Regions from separate parts of the Dromaius novaehollandiae genome. Here region 1 is linked to region 2. The links are chromatin contacts, called in public Hi-C maps. All regions are on one chromosome and are shown on one strand. The core of a region is the stretch at or near the end of the contact, and the rest is flanking DNA. Distances in the headings are between cores, read along the strand shown.

Region 1 (3,622 bases), core at 957-3,456, 250 kb before region 2:
CTCTCTTGCTATTTGTGGGCCTTCCTCTGGTAGCGGGACCACCACAGACCTGAGCACCTCAAATGAAAACATTCATGGTAGTACTGCTAACTCCATTTCAGGAAAGGAGCTGAAAGCATAGACCTCCAAGGATATTGAGATGTGTAATATTACTGAAATCAATGGGAGCTAGGAATCAAAACAGCTTTGAGGATCTGAGTGGACGGTTTGTCCAGTCACTGAGTGACTCTGTGATGGGACGGGAGGCTGAATTTAGGTCTTCTCAGTCCTGGCTGTCTCCACTGACCCACTGAGCTCTCGTGCTTTTGTTGTAGAGGCTGAAATATGAAACCAGTCCTCCATGGAAAATGAATCAAAAATTTTTATTCCTGTATTATGCCCTACCTTGCACGCAACATCCGTGCTACCTGGATGATGAAAGTCTGCCTGAGAGTCCCCACATAACTGTTAGTGTCCTAGAATTCCCTTGCTCTTTTAAACAAGAATGTCTATTACTAATTCCAAGGTGAGGGGTATTTTTAATTAATCATTAATATTACATCGTGGGTGTCTGAAACTCACATAATGAGAAGAGTAAGGACGAAAGGCTCATCTGAACAGTCCTGAACTTTGTGGAATCAGAGATCAAATGCCATGTCAAGCATCATTAATAATGCATTGAAACCAGCTATTCTCTTAAACTGACGGAACTGAGGAACTCAGAGCCATCTTTGCAATAGAATCTGATCCTGATACATATCACTGTACATCTGAGCTCTTTCTAGATTAATCAGAATCCCAGAGCAAAGTCCCTGATAAATTTTATGAGATCTTCAGCTCTATCAGGGAAACAATCTCAAATGCATGTGCAAAGCAGGGATCCAAATTCACAGTCTCTACAGCATCACTATGAGAACTAGGCAGAAAACACTAATTCCATTTCACATACAATTTTTTTTGTTACAAAATGTAATCTCCTTCCAACCTGAACTAAAACTCAAACATTGCACCTTCCTCTTGGAAAGGGAATGGAGTCTCAGGTAGGTGGGTGGGGGTGCAGGGGCAGTCTGTATGGTGCCTGGGCTACTGAGGAGTTGTGAGATGGGTGAGTCAAAATCTCATCCAAACCGAAAACCCTTAGGTTTTGACAGGTTGGTGAGTTCCTTGCTTTGTTGCTGTTTCTTCAGTCAGCTGTCATGGTTATGGATCCAGTCCACAGAGAGGGTATTACTGCATGGTTCAGCACAGCACCCTCCCTCTGCCGCTACTGCTGGCTGCAGCAGAAAGTTTAACGGGATCTCTTGGGTGCATATATGAACAAGTTCAGAGAAGGGATAATCCAGAGGTTAGCTCATGGACATCAAAGCCATGTTCCTCCTTAGGAAGGGAGGACTTTAATTCAGAAATCAGGATAGTAGCACCCACGCCAGACAAGGAGAAGTCTGGGCTTGGCCCAGTTGAGTTAACAGTACCTCCTGCACATCCCTCCAGCTAGATGATAAGCTGTGGGAAATGAGGGATCAGGGTCTTTCAGTTTTTCAGCTTCAGATTTGATGTATATATTATCTATGTAGGAGTTACCTATCAAAGACAGGACTTGAATCTAGGGTAGTCTAAATTACTGCTGGAAAAGTTCCAAGGAAGGTTAAACCTGAAATTTAGGTAGCAGGGATAGCTATAGCAGTGTAGGCTCAGACAGACTTCTTCACAGGCTGTACAGCCTAGTGGGCACATTGAACTGTATTGAGGGGGGCAGTTTGCATGGAAATAACTTTCCCAGTTAGATTAAAATTCCCAGAGAAAGCCTATCCATGTGCAGTTGTTGTAGAGGCAAACACAGTGTCTAGGTTGGTATCATTTACAAATGGAGCAAGACAGAAGGAGGCATGATTTACACTGGCTGAGATACACTTAGCATCTCCACTGAATCTGGCCAAGAAGATCGAGTGCAAAGTCATCAGGAGTCAAAGTGCAGAAGACAGTCAATATTTTTCATCTTTGCAAGCTGGTCAGTGTCAAAGTTTGGCCAACCAAAAGGCAGGAGCCAACAGCTAGGTAACTTTACAAGTTGGCAATTATATTTACTCTACTATTATGACATGCAAATTCATCTTCGGTCTTGCACTATGCCTATATATAGCTAAAGAGAAAGCCAGAGGTTCATTTCATGCAGATCAGGTGCCGTTTTCAGGAGCGACCACACCGTGTCCCCACAGAGCTGTACTTCCATCCCTCCACATACCAACAGAAATGCTTCCAAATGGTGGCTCATCTGCATGCCCATAAATATACCCCCCTCCAGCACTGCTGAAACCCCTAGTTATATGGTTAGAGCTGGCAGGAAAATAATCCTGACCTTCAATTGCTACCAGTCCACTTAGTTCAGGCCTGGTGAAGCAAGTATGGATACTCGTAAAAAAAAAACAAACAACATGGAAAGGTCAAAATTCAAGGTCTGGTGTTCATTGCTAAGAAATAAAACTGAGAACCTTCCTCGTTTACATAATACATTTCATGCTGAGACCTGAAAGGTCTTGAAAACAAAGGTAAGCACCACTTAGCCCCATTTCACAGACGGAAAAGCAAGCAGAATGCCAAGACCACCCAACAGGCAAATAGCAGACCTGAGCCAGATTAGGCTTCTGTCCATCCAGTCTCACTCCACTGGACCACAATCTCAAGCCTGTGATAAGGCGACAGTATGGGTTTTTGTTTTCTCTCTCCCCTTAAACATAAAGTCTCCCTGGCTGAGGGATTTGAGTGAGTCAGCTCTTATCTGTGCCTCCAATCTGTGCCTGTTCTGCCCTGTTCACCTGCCCCTGAAGCTCCCTTGAGGCCAGACTCTCTGAGCACCAGCAACACAGGCCATGGTGCCTGGTCCCCCTCTCTTGTCCCTTCAAACACAACATGTCTCTTCAGAAGCTGGGCACTGCCAGCAAAACACTCTAATCTACATCTCTGCAGCCAGGCATGCCAAACACTTGAACACTGAATGGTGGGAGCTACTTGTCTGAAGCCAGATAAGGCTCACACAGTCGTCACTAACCGGGGCAGAGGGGTTGGAGGGGTGGGAAGAAGAAATATGTGCAGGGCCATGATTTCACAGTGAGGACCTGCAACAGCTGTAGGTATGCAGAGATCCCTGGACAGACTGGCCACTGGGGTAAATGCAGATTGGAGAGCCATGCTGGGCAAAGGTGAAAAAGTTAAAGGAGGACTTCAAAGCCAAGAGCGGGAACAACCACTTGAGATGGGGAAAGATATTTCAGTCTCAAGTATGTAGCCTTTCAGGTAGTCTGTTGACTTTCATGCAAGCCTTTCAGGCAAGGAAAGCCCTTGGATGAAAGAAGAATCACCCACCAGGAGGATGTAGATTTGAAGGACAATTTGCAGCTCTCAGAGAGGATGGTAGTAGTGACACATCCATGTGACAATGGCCTCATCTGGCTACAGTCTCACCATAAGCCTGGCAGCAACAGTCACTCTTTGGCTAGGGTCATTGTATCCTGACAGCAAGCTCTTTGCCCTTAAAGCCAGACTGCCTACCCTATCCCAGTCATGCACCCAGAAGGCTTGTCATGCTTCCACCTACCAAGCTCACCCCACCAACCCTTCCACCAGCTCATTCAGCATCAAGGGCTTT
Region 2 (3,297 bases), core at 62-2,561:
GTCTTTCAATTTGTAGCAACAGCAACATCTAGTGTTTAAAGTCTGCCCTGCATACTGATGTAGCATGTTCGTCATTAATGCAATGCTTTGTATTTCAATAGCACCTCCAGACTGAGCTAGTCAATAATTACTCAAATTTTGTAACAGCTCTATGAAGCAGCCAATTGTTTTACCTTTTCTCGTAGAAAAGATGGAAGAATTAGGGAGAGAAAGAGTTTAATCATTCAAGATAGTGCAGCGATATGCAGGACTTGGGTGAGCTGTTCAAGGTCACACAGGGAGACCGTGACAAAGTCAGAGCTAAAATTCAGATTGCCTGCCCTACGCTTTACCTGGAAGATTGTCTCTTTGCCCCAGGAGATGTTTGGATCTAGTTTATCCAAGGGGAGGAAATAGATCATCATATTTCAGAGAGTTTCACTGTGCTAGAGGACACCAGAGATGTCTGTGAGGAAAGCACAGCTCACATTTTCTCTTTTGAAGAACTTTTATGTGAAGATTTCTTTCTTGGTGCCTCTGAATGGAGGAAATATGTTTGAGTGAATTACAGGAACCTCACAGGAACACAGGAAAGGGCATTAGATGCTAAGTCATAAGTCACTTCACCATACTACAATAATTGCAAGCCGCCCAAGTGATCCTTGTGGCACAGATGACTTTTCCCTTCCCTTAGCCCCTCGACCTGCAAAGACACAAATAATCAGACTGCAGTGACCGAACTGGAGAACATGTTGCAACTGCTCATGCAAGACAGTCACATACTGGGTTGGGGCCTGCAAGGAGAGCAATTGCTGTGGTTACTGTAATTGTCTCTGGAGCCACATTCCTATGACTCTTTCTGCGAAAAATAATTTTCAGCTACACAAGATGACATGTGGGAAGGGGCACAAAGACAGGGATTTTTCATCTTGAGTTTCACCATATGTGGTGTTACAGTTACAGCTTCAGCACCTGGAGGCCAAGGATGTCAGCAGTGCCTCCGCTTTCCTTTCCTTCATGTGCGGGCCAGGCACAAACCACCCGGCCACCAAAAAACAGCAGGCTCCCACGGGAGGAGAGCTGCAGCCACCTTTGCCTCACCCCTCAGACTTGCTAGGCAGCCATGGGGCCCTGACTCATGGCTTTTCCCCTCTAATCCCCAGCCAAGGCGGCTCGGAGGGCCTGGGGGAGCAGCACGCCCGGCGGCGCAGCCAGGGGCGGAGGGCGCTGGGCCCTTGGGCGCGCGCGCCCGGCCGCCCCCCTTCCCCTCCGAGGAACTACACCTCCCAGCAGGCAGCGCGCGGCAGGCCGCCCTTCAGAACTACCTCTCCCAGTGCGCCCCGCAGCAAGGAGGACGGAGGGGGCGGAAAAGGTTGTCGGCGGCCGCGCGTGCGCGTCGCGTCACCGGCGGCGGGGCTCCGCTGTGACCTAGAGTGGCGGTCGGAGAAGATGGCGGCGGCCGCGGGGCTCTGTCTGAAGGTGACGGGCGGGGAGGGCGCGGGGGAGGGCGCGGGGAGATGGGACTGTGTGTGTCTACCCCCCTCCCCCGTGTCAGTGCGGGATCTCGAGCCCCCTCCCTGCCTCACCCACCCCCATGCGCGCGCCCGGCCCGAGGTGGCGGTTGCGCCGCGATGCTACCCGTTACATGCGTCCCGCAGGTGCGGCACCTGAGCATGTCCGCGGCGAGGCCTGTCTCCAAGCTGGTCAAGGTGAGGGGGTCTGGGGAAAGGGGGAGGAGGAGGAAGGGGGTCACCGGCGAGCCGTAGGCTCCCCGGCTCCGGGCAGCTCTCAGCGCCCGCCTGCTCTCGCTCCCCAGCCCCCCATCCAGGTATACGGGCTGGAGGGCCGCTACGCCACCGCGCTGTACTCCGCCGCCTCCAAGCAGAAGAAGTTGGACCAGGTAGAGAAGGAGCTGAGCCGAGTCTGGGTAAGGCCTAAGCTCTCACGGCAGTTTGGGGGCAGCAGGGCTCACCTACAGCTTCTCAGTAGGGGATGGATTCAGCTCTTAAATACTCTGCCCCCCCCCCCCCCTTTTAAGTCTGCTGCCTGTACCTGCAGTCTGTTTTTGTGTTGGTCCTTTTTGCCTCTAGTGCTGCTCCTCAGCCTGTTGTTTAGCAGTGATACAGCATCAGCTGTGAAAGAAGCATATTGTAAATGTGCAACATGTGAAGTTGTTATTTCCTAACTGCTTACTTCTGACCTTTCTTTATTCTTGCTCAACTAATGACCTTGTTGCCCACCCTGAATCGTCTAGGTTGGCCTTGTAATGCCTAGAAAATTCCTGGCTTTCATGTCATTTGTGTATTCTCTTAGACTCTTATGAAGGATCCCAAACTATCCAGTGTTGTTATGAACCCTCATACCAAGAGCACAGTTAAACAAAAAGCTGTAAACGATGTTTTAGCAAAAGAGAAGATGTCCCCTATTACTGTCAACCTGATGAGTAAGTAAGCATTTGAATTTTGAAAAACATCTAAGGCTAATTGTTATGACCAGTAGCTAACCACACCTGCTTCTTTTGGGTGCTTTAAACCCTCTTAATACATCCACCTTTTCCAGACTTGCTTGCTGAAAACGGTCGCTTGCGTTACACTCCAGATATTGTTTCTGCATTTGGGAAGATCATGAGCGCATACCGAGGAGAAGTGCTGTGCACAGTTACCACTGCCCAGGTGAGTTAGAATAATCTAGACCAAGCTAACAGGCAATGGCATAAAAGACAAACTTCTTTAGTTTAATTTTGCTCTCTCTAGCATAAGCAGCTTGCTGTATGAACACTGAGGAAAAATCTCACCTCTTACCAAGGTGAAAGTCTCTCTGCAACTGGCTTTTTGGTATCCAGCAATTACTGGTTGGATCTGTTATCAAGATTGTACTGAGCAGGTCAGAGTTAACAGATCAGCTGTCAGGTAGAGTAAGGCAGTTACCCGATTGAACTAAGAATGCCTGTGGTGGCTGATATTGTACTTTGTGAAGAGTAACTACCTAATTTGCCGAGTGCTGTAATTGGGACAAATGGCGAACTCTGAAACCAATATAGCCTTTGGGTAGGGCTATAGTGAACTGCCTACCTGGACTAAATAATAAGTCTCATACACTTCAAGTTGCATGGCTCTCTGCAGCCCACAAGCGTAGTCTAGTTGATGGTCTTCAGAAATATGTGAAAAGATTTTCATAGGTTAATGAGTTTACAAGTTTTCGTTAACACTTTGTATGTAAAAGTACTTTTCCACTACCTTTTTCTTTTTGCTCTCAAACTGTTAGCTGTTAAATAGCTTTAATAGATATAACTAGCTAAATAGGTTTAAATTATGGCAA

Evidence for each region. A called contact is a pair of places that touch in the nucleus more often than the background predicts.
Region 1: a contact with region 2 is called in a Hi-C map of liver, with 11 times the contacts expected there. The contact joins the enhancer-like site here to the promoter of ATP5PO in region 2. A contact is called at or near these places in 3 of 4 Hi-C or Micro-C datasets (brain, liver and ovary).

The regions. Positions count from the first base shown.
Region 1 is chr1:117,889,560-117,893,181 of bDroNov1.hap1, reverse strand. All of the region lies in intron 6 of LOC135330602 (a long non-coding RNA gene), which reads right to left. Among named protein-coding and RNA genes, the nearest start is that of KCNE2, 13 kb to the left of the region's middle. Within about 2 kb of position 2,206, at least 2 of the 2 cell types and tissues checked have open chromatin away from gene starts, as enhancers often do.
Region 2 is chr1:117,641,197-117,644,493 of bDroNov1.hap1, reverse strand. ATP5PO (ATP synthase peripheral stalk subunit OSCP) reads left to right here and starts at 1,311. Exons shown (of 7, transcript XM_026108549.2): 1 at 1,311-1,458; 2 at 1,638-1,688; 3 at 1,796-1,906; 4 at 2,293-2,422; 5 at 2,539-2,651. The coding sequence starts at 1,429.